Regions from separate parts of the Mus musculus genome. Here regions 1 and 2 are each linked to region 3. The links are chromatin contacts, called in public promoter capture Hi-C maps. All regions are on one chromosome and are shown on one strand. Each heading gives the region's core, a stretch centred on a gene start, on an enhancer-like site or on the middle of the called end of the contact. The rest is flanking DNA. Distances are from core to core; before and after follow the strand shown. Region 1 holds the start of Cep104 (centrosomal protein 104). Region 2 holds the start of Rragc (Ras-related GTP binding C). Region 3 holds the start of Pramel12 (PRAME like 12).

What was found. Promoter capture Hi-C pulls out the DNA fragments that hold promoters and counts their contacts.
Region 1: a contact with region 3 is called in a promoter capture Hi-C map of pre-B cells. The contact joins the promoter of Cep104 here to the promoter of Pramel12 in region 3. A contact is called at or near these places in 4 of 39 promoter capture datasets (the C10 cell line, liver, neutrophils and 1 more).
Region 2: a promoter capture Hi-C map of pre-B cells shows a contact between it and region 3. The contact joins the promoter of Rragc here to the promoter of Pramel12 in region 3. A contact is called at or near these places in 3 of 39 promoter capture datasets (frontonasal cranial neural crest, liver and pre-B cells).

Annotation. Positions count from the first base shown.
Region 1 is chr4:153,973,035-153,977,703 of GRCm38.p6, forward strand. It overlaps Cep104 (centrosomal protein 104), which reads left to right and starts at 2,527. Exons shown (of 22, transcript NM_177673.2): 1 at 2,527-2,563. Dffb (DNA fragmentation factor, beta subunit) reads right to left here and starts at 2,047. Exons shown (of 7, transcript NM_007859.4): 1 at 1,833-2,047; 2 at 1,535-1,661. The coding sequence starts at 1,955.
Region 2 is chr4:123,914,672-123,919,451 of GRCm38.p6, forward strand. Rragc (Ras-related GTP binding C) reads left to right here and starts at 2,762. Exons shown (of 7, transcript NM_017475.2): 1 at 2,762-3,096. The coding sequence starts at 2,863. It also overlaps D130007C19Rik.
Region 3 is chr4:143,411,105-143,415,789 of GRCm38.p6, forward strand. Pramel12 (PRAME like 12) reads left to right here and starts at 1,322. Exons shown (of 5, transcript NM_172877.3): 1 at 1,322-1,987; 2 at 4,245-4,309.

The DNA of each region.
Region 1 (4,669 bases), core at 1,277-3,776, about 11 Mb after region 3:
GACTGCCAGACATCAGGACTCTGGGGTCACCAACCCTTTCCCTGACCTGACACCCCCCACTGCAGTGATACTACAATTCCTCTGGCCACCTTCTGTCAGGCGAGGGTTGTAGTATCCTAGAAAAGCAGCACACTTGGTCTTTTGTCCTTCTCTCCTCCATACCAAGTCACCTCCTTTGGCCATCTCCTTAGGACCCCATTTTCAGACCTCCCAAGCCCTCTCCTTGGAGTCTTTGCACAAGTGCCTATGGTGAGCTTTCCCATCAAACTAAACACCAAGTGCATTCTACAGAGGGTCTTAACCAAACAGGAGCAAACAGAATTCAGTAACACTTAAAAAGCACAGGCCACAGCCAAATGAGGTTGCAAGTCTGGTTTGTACTCAGAACTCAGTGAGATCCACTGTGTTATTAACAAGCTGAAGAAGTAAGTTCTTGTGATACCAAAGGATGCAGAAATTGCAGGAAGAAACCTCAGACAGCCAGAACTTGACAAGAGGTTCCTGGAGCAAATGCACCATGAAGTGATCATCTGGATCTATCAAGGTCAGAACTCTGGAAGCTGGTTTTGGGGGCACGAGCTTGGAATGTGAGCAGTTGGGAAGTAGAGGCAGGAGAATCACAAGTTTTAGACCAGCCTCGGCCACATGTAGCCTTGTCCTCCCCATTTCCCTTGCAAATCTGAACCTTTTGCTCTAGTACAGAGCATGGAAAGAGCAAGGCCGGTTAGCTATGTGGTTGGAGCTCAGTTTCAATAAAGACAGTGAAAAGCTACACAGCGGGAGATATTTGAAAACCACACTATCTTACATCGAAGTCATAACCAAGATATTCTGGAGGGGGGGGGGGCTAAATATTTAAACAGCTTTATAAATCCGACTAAGAAACACAAAAAACGCGAAGAATCGCTTCTCTGAAGAGTGCCTTCAAGTGGTAAATAGGAAGATAATACCCAATCCCATTAGCCACCAGGGAAATTCGGATTAAGACTACAATGATCTGTCATCACACCTACCTAGAATAGCCTGAATGAAAACCATGATACCTGAGAGCATTTCAGCACACTGGTCGAAGTACAGCCCGGAGCAACAGTGAATGGAACCAAGACCTGCCCTGCCCTGCCCTGCCCTGCCCTGCCCTGCCCTGCCCTGCCCTGCCCTGCCCTGCCCAGCCCAGCCCAGCCCAACCCAGCACAGCACAGCACAGCACAGCACACCACAGCACAGCACAGCACAGCACACCACAGCACAGCACAGCACACCACAGCACAGCACAGCACAGCACAGCACAGCACAGCACAGCACACCACAGCACAGCACAGCACACCACAGCACAGCACAGCACAGCACAGCAGCACCGACCCCAGTCTCAATCCTTCCCTTGCCCTTGGCAGTTTCAAAATTAAAATCAAAGTTCTTCAGCAAAAGCTTTTGGCATTCAGAGCCTTTAACCAGATCTTCTGGGTTCCTGCCCGGGCCCCTCGACGAGGCTTTAAACCGTGTAGGTCCCTCCCATCTCCAAAGTGTTCCTACTCACAGCCATGCCAGGTCTCGCCAGCGGTGAGCAATAGGAGCTCAGCGTCGTTGGGAAGGCCCGGGAAGCAGTCGTCCGTCACCTCCGTGCCATCTTCGTACAGGCACAGCCGGGAACCGGGCATCGGGAGCTGGAGGACAAGAAGATCAGCTTGTCCCACAACAGTCTTGGCTTCCAGACAGCCAGCTCTGCGTACTGTAGAAGCCTAGCGCCTGTCCAAGCCCACCCAAGAGGATGGAAATCGTAGGGGTGGAAGCCAAGGTGCCCGCCGCGCAGTGCTTGCCCGGAATGCAAGACCCACCTGGAAGCGGACGCAGCCCTTACGCAGCAGCTCCTGGCAGCTCCGGGCCGCCACGCCGAACTTGCAGGCGCTATGTAGGGCTCGCAACTTGACGCATTTGGGTTGGCGGAGCACCGCGCACATTGCAGGGCTGCGGTACCGTAGCGACACTGGACTTGTAACGTTCCTGCCCGGAACTGTGGTGCGTAGACGCGGCCCGGAACTCTTTTCTCTACGTAGGTAGGTGCAACCGGAAACGTCCGACTGCAGGACCTGTCCCCAGCCAGAATCCTCGAGGCCTGGATGCGCACGCAGGCGCCGGCGGGCGGACGCGCAGGCGTACCGCGCGGGCCGGCCTGGTTGCTATGGGAGCGCAGCTGCGGCCCGGGCCCTGGGCAGAGGCAGCCCGGGCTGCTCCTCTGCTGCCCTCCTCAGAGGCCCGGGGTGGGGGCGGCTGGACCGAGACCCCTCCGAAGATAGCGGAGGCCGACATCGCAGCGGCCCCGCCTGGTCGTTTCCGCGGCGCTCTGTGACCCTGCGTGGCCTCGGTCTTCGGCAGGCACCCGGGGCGGAGGCTCCCTGACACCTGGCCTTGGAGGGACTGCGCGGCCAGTGCCTGTTCCAGGCCTCCCTGCAGCGCATCTCAGCCTTCGTGTCCGGAATCGGATTCGAGCCCCGCCTTGTCCTCGTCTGCATGCGTTACTGAACAGGAGCAGTTGCCACGAGACTAAAGACTGTAGCTCTGGCTCCGGGTAGGCTACACTTCGATCCGTGTCGTTTGGGGGTTTTGTTTGTTCGCTGGGTTTGGTTTGTTGTGCTTTTTAAGCGTTAAGATTCTCTAAAGCACTCTCAGTCCTTAAAATTACTTGGCCCCAGATCATTACTTAATATTGTAACATTTACGTTTTCTTGAAAAGAAAACTGGAAACACTTTTCATATCCTTGTAACAAAATGTTTGGAAGTTGCTACATTGAGTTCGGGTTTCTGGTTGGAAAGATGACAGGGTAAGTTCATAACCAAAAATAGAAGAGTTGGGGCTTAGTTTATAAGCAATGCTAGGGTAAATGTCAATTGACACTGCTGGCTGTGGCTGCCCTAGTGGCAGCTGGAACACCAGCCGCCTGTGGTAACCAGCTAGTAACACAGCATTGCACAGATCCAGATCTGTGGTGGGCTTTGTGAGGCGGGAAGGAACAGGAGGTGGAAGGGCTCCAGTGAGTGCATCGGCTGAAAATGTACATTTTGTAGATGTCCTTATTGAGGCCCCAGTGTTTTGGCCACGCTGCCCCCACAGCCCTCCTGCAGGGATCTTCAGTACCCGTACTTTGTTTTAGTTTTATTGGGCATACACTTGTATCTGCTGTTAACATTCTGTTCTATGCACCACAGAGACGAGGTAGACAGACCTGATTTTTGTTTGTTTGTTTGTTTGCTTGCTTGTTTTTTGGTTTTTGTTTTTTTTTTTTTTTTTTTGAGACTGTCTCACTGTGTAGCCCTAGAACTACTACATATAGACCATACTGACCTCAAACTCCGAGATCCTCCAAGTTCTGGGATCAAAGGCATGCACTACCACACCTGACACGGGCTCTTGAAGACACAGGGTCTGGTCAAGGCACTGGAGAAGTTCGTTAGATTTGACTATTCTCTAGAATTCAAGTCATAACCGGGCATAGTGTCACATACCTTTAATCCTAGTACTTGGGATGCAGAGGCAGGAGAATCTCTGTGAGTTTGAGGCCAGTCTAGACTACATAACAAGTTCTAGGCCAGTCAGGCCTAAATAAGAGACTCTGTCCCAAAAATAAAAACAAACAAAAAAAAAATCCAAGACAAGAATGGAGACTGGGGAAACAAGGTGTCCGGTCATAATTAGCACTTCTACTCCTACAATGGGGCTGCCTAGGGTTTTAAAATTAAGACCTGGAGAGGGGTGATCAAAGTTGGATTTAAAGAATGTTTGTCTTGACAGGAGCATAGGTTGAACGGGCAGTTGTACCCATCTGGAATAGAGATAAGGAAGAAGGGTGGAATCCAGTAATCCTTCATACCGTGCTGCCCTCTTGTGCTAAAGGGGAGGATGGTGGTTGAGGGAGATCAGCTCGGGGTTCAGAACCTGTGTGAACTAGGAGTGTAGCCTCACAGATTAAAGGAGAAGCATGCCAAGTCACCCAGCTATGCTTATCACTGCTCTCCGCTATTTTCTGGGTCAGTCTCCTCTACTCTGCTGCCGTTACAGCCACAGGGAACTCATGTAGCATCTTTAACAGTGACTTGCCATTCTAACTCTTAATAATTTAATACATACATACCCCAAAACACCAGCAAATGCCAGACAGGCATTGATTCTTGGGATGGTCCTTTTCAAATCCAGTGGAAGAGAAAGATCTAGATTACACATCAAGTGTGTTCACATGAGCCGGATTTCCTGTGGGATAGTTTGGATGTCAGAGTCTATAGAGTATTTCAATGTTGTATCTTATTCCAAGAAACTTCCAATGGACTTCTTTGTTCCGTGTTAGGAGCAGTGGTTTTTCTTCTGATGGTTTACTTCAGCATCTTGCTTAGCAAGTGTTTGATTGGCTTGGTAACTAAGAAGTAACCAAGGGGCCATAAGCACTTTGGGCTCTCAGTATGATCACATCTGAGGACCTGTGTGTTGCTGCTCTCTGTCAGTGCTGCCGCCCAAAGTTAGCTCCACTTGGGCAGGCCCTCCACTGCTGTTGGCCTCGGCAGCTCTGGATTCCAGTGCTAGGAGCCTCTGTGGGGAGAAATCTCCTTTGCTGTGGTCTCTAGATAGTCCTGAGGTTGAGTTTCTTCTGGGCAACACATACGTATGTTCCCATTCATAAACCTC
Region 2 (4,780 bases), core at 1,512-4,011, about 19 Mb before region 3:
TCTGAGGGATGCTGAAAAGCATGAATGCATTTTAAGGAAGAATGACCAATAGGGAGACGGGATGTGAAAGCATGGGCGAGTTGTTCAGTGTGGTTGTCACTAGCTACAAAATTCAGTTCCTCAATCACACCACCAGCACCTCCAGCATTTGGTGCACATTTGGCCAGCAGGAACTCTCCTGAGCAGTATAAACACAAGACCTCAAGGTCTTAGATAGAACAGCACTGTAGAAGCAATGATTGAAGCAACAGGAATTGAGAAGACTTTTTGGGGCCTGGAACTCATGGTTCTATCAGGTTGAGAAGACTTTGTGTAATAAAGACTGCATTTGAATAGTAGAAGGACTGTTGCAAAGAAGTGACTACTGTTTTGTTCTACTTGAGGCTTTGAGGAATTTGATTGTTGGCCTGAAGCTTTATTTTGAAACAAACTTTGATATTATAGCAGGGAATAACCTTGACCTTCTGGTCTTGCTTTCGCTTCCTTGGCGCTTTGATAACAGGCAAGTGCTACCAGGCCTGAGTTAGGTAGCGCTGCAGATGGAGCCTAGGGTTTCATGAAAACTAGGCAAGCATTCTACCAACTGAGCTGTATCCACAACCCCTTGAATAAGAAACTTTATAAAAATTATTTATTTTTATTTTATGTGTATGAGTGTTTTGCCTGCATGTATTTATGAGTTCCACCTGTGTGCCTGGCATCCTTAGAGGGCACTGCATCCCCTGACACTTGACAGTTGTGAGCCATCATATGGGTGCTGGGACTGGATGTGGATCATCTGCAAGAGCACCAAGTGCTTTTAACCACTGAGCAGGAATAAAAATTTAAAAAGAACAGAGCTTTTGAAGATGGCTCAGTGGGGAAGCACTTTTTAAATAAATGTGAGGTCTTGAGTTTGAATCCCCCAAACTCACATAAAGTTGAGCATATTTATGTCAGTAATCTCAGTGCTCCCATTGTGAGATAGATAAAGAAGAAACTGTTCCCAAAAAATCAGGGTGAAAGTTTTTAGATATCTGTGGTTGTCCTATGATCTCTACTCATATATTCCACCCAAAAACTGTTAAACCTTTTATCAAAGCTACCGTTAAATTTGATTTCCCCTGGCACAGCAGTTGGTTCTCTGAATCCATAGATTAGGCCAACTGGATTGGAAATATTTTGGGGGAATTGTACTGAACATATGTAGACTTTATTTTTACACTTATGCAATATAGTGCAACAACTATTTATACACACATCCCATTCTTTAAAAAAGGGGTTTCTAGCTAAGGCTGTCAAGGATGTGTAGAGTGGGCTGACTTAGAACTTTTTGGGGGGAATTCTACACCTGCCTCAGATGTACTGAGATTTACGGATGTGGGCCATCATATCATGCCTGGCAAAGACACAATTTCATTTTTCATTGTACTGGTTATTATAATTAATGCAGAGATAATATAAAGTACATGGAGTGTGCATAGGTTCACATGTAAATAGCCTATACTAGGAATCTGACCGTCTTCCAGTCGGTTAATCGGATTAAGGGTGTCCTGAAAGCATTCTCCCATTGATACTGAGAGACACACGCATATTTAAGTGCATTCTGCCTGTCTATTAGGTACTGTGGAGTTGATATTTTTTAGGTGAGGTTGTGACGGCCTACTAGAGCTTACTTTTCTCTCTACAGTCAGATCAGTCTGTCTGAGTAGGAGATGAGACTATGTGGTAGAATTTTCCCTAGCATGCGCAAAAGACCCCGAATTTCATCCTTAGCCCTGCAAACAACAGTCACTTTGTAAAACCAGAAGCCCTATCCCTACCCCAACTCCTTTTGAGTGTACACGGCTGTATTTTAAGGGTTGTCAAATTTCCACTTCTGGGAGTCCGAGACATTTACAACTTTCTGAAACATACTTTGGCAGTAATCATTTGCCTTCATTAGCCCTAATTCCTCTAGTCTCTAATCACAAAGAAGTCAAGTACTCAGTTGCTGGATGGGTTACTGGAGGGGCACTAGGTGGGCGTGAAGATGGAGTCGGTAGAATATAAGGGCAGCAGTATCCTATCAGCGATCTGCTTACGGAATTAGAAGATGTTTTAGCATGCTCGTATCTGTTTTCCTTATCGGGTTCCAGGTACCAGCATAGGCAAGTTATCACTGAGATTCCTAATTGCCTTTCGCACGTGCCGAATCTATAGGTCTGGACTGGCTCACACACGACCTCCGGTGGACTCACCCAATTCCAGAGCAATTCATCTATCCTCATGGCCTTTTCCCATAAAATCTGTACTGAGTCAACTTACACAGAAGTCCAATCTCTGTTCAGCTTCAAGCAACTTGAGGGCATGGAGGGGCAATTCAGTTTCCAGTGCCTTCCTGGTACCCAGGACCTGACAAGCATCACTAAATACTGGCAGGGCAGCTGCAACAAGGGAGGGGGGCACAAAGAATTCTTACCCAGACGCCTAGAAGCTTCCCTGCGTTGCTCTCGGAGCCCGGAAGAAGGCGGGGAGCGGGGAGCAGCCCAGCGCGCGCATGGAAGGCCGAGGTGCGTTGCGGGCTGTGCCCCCAGGGCGAAGGCCCGGAGGCCGACGAGAGGCGCGGCCAGGCCGAACTCCTCGTGACGCCTCCCCCCCTTCTGCCGCTGCTAGTCAGGTGATTCCGGGCACGTGATAGTACCACTTACCCTGTTGTCCCAGAGTGGCAGCCCGCCCAGCCAATAATAAACCGAAGCTTGGCGGCGGCCCAATCGGAGCTGGGCTTATGGGCGGGCCCTGCGGCGGCTACTGCCGGGGGCGGCGGCAACAGCGGCGGCCTGGGGAGGCGGCGGCCTAACCTGGCCTGGCCTGTCAGGGCGCGGGCGGTGGTGGTCCAGCACCATGTCCCTGCAGTACGGGGCGGAGGAGACGCCCCTGGCCGGCAGTTACGGCGCAGCCGACTCGTTCCCCAAGGACTTCGGCTACGGCGTGGAGGAGGAGGAAGAGGAGGCAGCGGCGGGTGGCGGCGGAGGCGCGGGGGCCGGCGGCGGCTGCGGCCCGGGCGGCGCTGACAGCTCCAAGCCGAGGATCCTGCTTATGGGGCTCCGGCGCAGCGGCAAATCCTCCATCCAGAAGGTGAGCGCCCCGCAGCCGCCGCCTGCCCTTGGTTTTGCCCGGCCCACGGCGCTCAGGTGGCGGGTGCCCAGGAGGCCTGAGAGGGTGGAGGCCTGGCGCTGCGTCCCCGGGCACTGTCCACACCTGCGAGCGCAGAGCCTGGGCGCGGTTCGCCCAGGGTCCCCGACCTGGGCCTCCGAGGGTCGAGGGGGGCCAGGAGGCGACGCTGGCTGGAGGGAGGAGGCAGGTGCCGGTCACCGCCCTAGAACTCCTCCCTTCTGGTCGCTGCCCTTGTGGCGTTGACGAAACCGACCCGTCGTCCCCGGTTCTCACGCGGAGAACTTGGTGAGCGTGCTGTCCCGCCGCATCTCACTTAGGTGACAGGAGTTTTCAGGGATCTCCTCCCAGCCTCTGGACCGTAGCGGCGCCTGAAAGTGTTGTGGCGAAGACACTGGGCATCTCAGTGTTTGTTGTCAGTCTGTTGGAGACTTCTGTAAAAACATTTTTTGGGGGGGGGGGCGGGGGGGGGGACTCTATCGCTACACCTACTTTATTTAGAACTTGTAGCCCTGTGGTTGCAGTTACAGGTGACAGTCCCCAGTAGCTGGTCACAGCGATCTTTGGAGACGGTTTTGCAGGCGGACAGACATCAGTGCATTTGTTTTCACTTGGGTCCGTCGTGAACGAATAGAATGAATGCCTAAGGCTTTGTATTTTTAGGGAAATAGAGGCAGGGTTGATTTCTTTCAATCAGCCATTCCCATTACAAACAGAGCGAACTTCTGGTAAAACTACGGTCACAGACAACCATGCTTTCCCCATTTCCACTCTGACACAAAGGTCTGTCCAAACAGAAATCTCTGGTATTTTGTAGGGGTGGTGTTTTTAAAAAGCAACATCGCTGCCTACCCCCACATCTTCCGCCCCTGCACTTGCTGGACAACTGTTTTATTTTCTCACGTCTGTGTCAAAGTTAGACCTTTGGGGGGAGTGCTTATGCTAAGTAACTACCACTTGAAACCTATGAGAACTTTTTCTCTCTTCCAAGTTAACACTGAGAGACAAATTTGCTGTATGTTAGGGTTGTATCAGGCAAGCCTTAAAGCTACATCTCCAGCCCTGCTGTGGTTTTTTTGTTTTCTTCCTGTATAGCAGGCTGGCCAAGAACTGACTATGTAGCCAAGGGTGACTTTAAGCTCATCCTGAGCTTTCAGGTACGAGCTATCAGGTTGGCTTGGCTTGGTGCAGGTGCTGGAAGCCAGGGTATTATGCATGATAGGCAGGCTCTGGGACCACACTGAGCTACACCTTTGGCTCCCTGCTGTGATGATTGGCAGCTTATTGTTTTTACCATTTCCTGCCTTATGGAGCTGCCTCTTCCCTCCTCCCCCAGGTCTCCCTACTTCTCACTCTGGACAGTTTTACCTACTCAGGATCCCCTCCATTGTCTTTATTGTTCCTAAGAGCCTGAGGTAGGCGTGTGTGTTATTTTTGAATGAACACAAAGTCTCAAACATTACCTAGAATAGTTCATGATCTTAAAGCGGGTCTTGACAAGTTTAAATCTCTGATCACAGTTGTAATATTGGTACCACAGGATTTCTATGTAACTTTGGCAGTTAAATAGTCACAACGTTGTCTCTGTTTCTCTTAATAAAACCCAATAGGACCTGGCAAGGTGGTACTGTAATTTCAGTACTGGAGG
Region 3 (4,685 bases), core at 72-2,571:
CAATAGTCTAGTGCTGTGGCAGGTCTCCTTACCTATGAGCCATTTCACCCACCCCACAGCCCCCACTCTCTATTGCATGTTCTCTAGCCAGTGTGCTGGCTGACACTTTCTGAAGCATCTTCTACCTTCTGGAAAACCTAATGTGGAAAACCTTTGTTCTCAAAGGCAAGTTTCTTCATCGTTTGAGAGTAAGGGTCTATATAGCCTGGGCCGGCAATGAAGCTTGGGGAAAAATGACTTTGAACTGATCCTCCTAACTCTTAACTTTTTAGTTCTGAGATTACAAGTATGCCCCACAGTGTCTGTCTGGTGCATGCAGTGCTTGCTGGACAGTGCACCTTTGAGAATACTGGGCAGCAACTGTTCTATAAACTGAGCTTTCTTCCCAGGCCACTTACTGCAGTATTAATGGGAACATCTTCCTGCCTTCTGAGAAGATGCCACAGCAGATGACTGGTAGAGAGCATCCAGCTCAGGCCCTGATCCAGAACATATTCGTAACTTTGCCAATAATAATATCAGCTTTAAGAAATGTCTATTCGTCAGGCACAGATTAAAACTCCTATCCCCAGTGACTCATACTTAGAACTAAGTGGGCCACAAATGAATACAATTCCGCCAGGTATGTTGGCTCACAACTTCCTCTTGGCTCAACCCCAGAGGAAGGTGGAGACTGGAGACTGGCTAAGAGTTGGAGTTCCAAATCAACCTTAGGTACTGAGCAAGATTCCACCTCTGAAACTCTAAGTCTCAAATAAATGGCTGAGGTGCCTATTTAACATATCAATGTGGACCAGGCTGCCACGTTCTCCCAGTACCCCTTGTTACAGGGTATGGCTGGCACACTCCACCTTCTACCCCAAATTCTCCAGCTTGTGTTGCCCTTCTCTATATAACCCAGCCATTTTAGTTACCTGCCCCCTTTTTACCTTTTGGCCACAGCACCCGGGTCTTATGGCTCAGGGGTTATGTCCACTCTGAACTCCCCCAGCTGTCTGCCTATGCTTCCCTTTTCCCCTACAATAAACCTCCTCCTCCACCATACTTAGAAGCAGCCATGTCCTTAGTTTATTATTTTTTCATTCATGAAAGAAATGCAGAACCAAGTGAATTAACAAGAAAATAAATAAGTAAAGCAAATACAGAAAACAAATTGAATGAAGTGAATTAACGCATCGGCTTTTGACTTTCACGGAATCTCAGTTTTTTTTTTTAAATTATTATTTTTTGAGTCAGAGTTTCACTATGTAGTCCTGGCTGTATTGGAGCTCTACGTAGAGCAGGCTGCTCCGGACGTCACAGGGATCCGCCTGAATCGCTCACAGGAGTTCTGGGATTAAGGGCGTGAACCGCTTCCGCGGCTTTCAGGATTTTTTTCCCTCATCTCCGTGAATTTGGCTTTACCTCCCCAGAGATCCGCCTGCATCTGCCTCTCCGCGGATGTGCGCGGTTTTCCCGGCTGTTTTTTTCTTTCTTTCTTTTTTTTTTTTCCTTTTCCACGGAGACTATGTTGTCAATCAATACAGAAACAGAAAACGCCCAGACGTGGCGGAAACTCAGTCATCCAATCAGAGGACGGCTTGTGGTTGACAGGCGGGACTACAAACCGGAAATGTGAGACAGAATACGCGGACCGAGCCGGGGGAGGGGCGACCAAAAAGAAAACAAAAAACAAAAAACAAACCGCCGAAAAACAAAAAAATAAAAACCGCTTCAGGCCGGAAGTATAAAACGGAACCCGGAAGTGTGGGACCGGATACGGCTAAAACACTTCAGGCCGGAAGTGCGAGACAGATACGGATGAAAACGCTGCAGGCCGGAAGTGCGAGACGGATGAAAACGCCTCAGGCCGGAAGTTTGAAGTGAAGATGGCTATAAAAGCTTTAGAGAAGCTCGGGAAGACACTCACCAGCACTTGGAGTCCGAGCTTGGACTGACTGCCTGGGCCTGCTGGGATTCTGAGTTCTGCCATCAGTTCTTGTTTCTGGTAAGTCAGTCACCTCCAGAAGGGCACAGTTTTGATTGAGGGCCACTTGACCCAAGATGCCAAAGGAACTCTGATTTCTTCTCTTCCCAGGAACAGATCGCAGGCATTGAGTTTACTAATAGTGATGGTTGCCATCATCTTCGACCTTAATTTGCTGGTTTCATTTATTATTTTATTTTATTTGAGGCATGACCTTACTTTGCTGCCCAGGCCCACCTAGAACGCAGATCAGCCAAGAGTGCTTTTAAATTACCTGGCAGTTCTGCATCTGCCTCCCCAAGCTGGAACTACAAGCTGAAAGTTAATGGAATATCTAGAATTATACCTTGGTTTGTGTCAAGTTAAATTTTTTCTTTGTTTTTTGTTTTTGTTTTTGTTTTTTTAGATGGGGCCTTAGTCTAGCTCAGGTTGGCTTCAGACTGCCTCACCCCTCTGAATGTTGAATTAATGATTCAATATTTAAGGCTTATTTTAATTTTTCTTTTTAGAGACAGAGTCACATGCAGAATATGGTAGAATTCACATGTAGTCTCATCATATCTGACTTCACATTTTAAAATTTTCATTTCATTTTATTTTGAAGACATAGTCTTATCTGATCCTTTTAATTCCATCTTCTTAGAGTTTGGATTTTATTCATTTACATTCTTACTTTTTTTTTTTTTTTTTTTTTTTAGGCAGAGTTTCTCTGTAGCCCTGGGTGACCTGGAATGCACAGAGATCCATTTGCATCTGCTTCTTGAGTATTTGGTTTTAAGGCTTTGGTTTTAAGGCATGCACTACCATGTCTAGCTAGTGTTGCCCACTGACTTTAAAATTTCTTAAAGACAGAGTCTCGTTAAGCTTGGGCTGGTCTCAGTTGAACCCCTGACCTTCTAACTCTACATTTGATTGATTAGCTTGAAATTCCTTAAATTTTACAAAAGTTAATGTTTTGAAATTTGAGATCTAAATTGAGATTTGTTTTCTTTCTTTCACTTTTTGTTTTTGTTTTTTTTTTTTAAATTTTTCAGAGACAGGGTTTCTTTTGTACCCCCTGCTGTCCTGGAACTAGCATTGAAGACCAGGCTGGCCTCAAACTCACAGAGACCTGCCTGCCTCTGCTGCTTCCTTGGCGTTGGGATTGAAGAGGTTTTATGGCACAGGACTACAAGTCCCATCTCGTCTGAGGACTGAAGCTATAGGAATGTAGTTGGTTTAGCCTGGATAATTTAACTTGACCTTGATCCAAATTAAAATAAAAAGAAGCCAGGTGGGCTGCTTACTTCTTTCTGGCATTCCAGCCCTAGAAACACAATGAAGCGTGATCTCCAGTTCTGGGCTAGACTGGGGTGACCTTGTTTACATAAAATGAAACAAATGAGTTAGGAATGCAGCCTACTGGCAGAGTGCTTGTCTAGTTTGGGCCAGGCCCTGGGATCAAACCCAAACAACCTCACCTCAAAATTATTTTGAATCTGTTTTTTTTAAAAATTTTATTTGTGTATGGGTGTTTTGCCTGTATATGTGTATGCACCATGTCTATGTCTGCTGTCCTGGGTGGCCAGAAGAGGGCAGATCTGGTATTGAAGTTTCAGATGGCCCACCCACCATGTGGGTGCTGGGAACCAAACTCAGGGCCTCTGGAAGAGCAGCCAGTACTCTTAACTGCTCACTCACATTTCTAGTTCCTTGTTTGTTTGTTTTGAGACTCACAACTTGGACTGATCAGAATCTCTGTACTGACTAAGACTAAACTCACCCGGATCTCTTCTACCTCTTTTCTTCCAGAGTGCTGGGGAGGCTCAATAAAGTATTTTCAAAGTAGAGCCCACTAGCCAGGCATTGTAGCCAAAACACACAATCCATTCTTAAATATAGGCAGGGAGAAGGTGAGTTTGCAGGCAAGCCTGGGCTACATATAATGAGTTCCACCAAGGGCAGCTCTGACTTCATAGCTTGTAGCACAAGCAAGACTTTTTTTTTTAACTTTCAAAAAGTAGATGAAAGGGCTGGAGAGATGGCTCAGCAGGTAAACCACTGGCCACTCTTCCAGAGGTCCCGAGTTCAATTCCCAGCAACCAAATAATGGTGGCTTACAACCATCCGTAATGAGATCTGATGCCCTCTTCTGGCACGCAGGTATACATGCAGATAGAGCATTAATATACATAAAATAAATTTTTTTAAAAAAAGTAAGCAAAAAAGTTTATAGCTGGAAGGTTTATTTTTTTTTGTTTTTGTTTTGTTTTGTTTTTCCATCTATTTCTTCCCCTAGACTCTAAAACAACATGGGAAATCCTCTTCTGTGTATTCTCTGTGCATCAAGGTCTTCATCTCAAGGTTAGTCTCCTAGACACTCTAAAGACAGATATGTACATGACTTAAGAACTGCTTGTGAAAGCTTCTTTTACATGCAAGACACTGAAGGCTGGTATGCGTTTAGTGGCCTCCTGCCCCAGTGTCTAGAATAGTACGATATAGCTGAGAATCCCACATCAAGCTCTAAAGCTTTGAAAGTAACAGGTAATGATCACCCACAGCTCACAGATCTCCCATAGTCTTTCCCAGGGAGGTTCAGTTCATCAAAAGCAAAATATTGGGGGCTGGAGAAATGGCTCAGCAGTTAAGAGCACCTAATAGCCCTTGCAGAGGACCCAGGCTCAAGTCCCAGTACTTGCATGATGGCTCAGTACCATCTGTAACATAGTACCAGTTT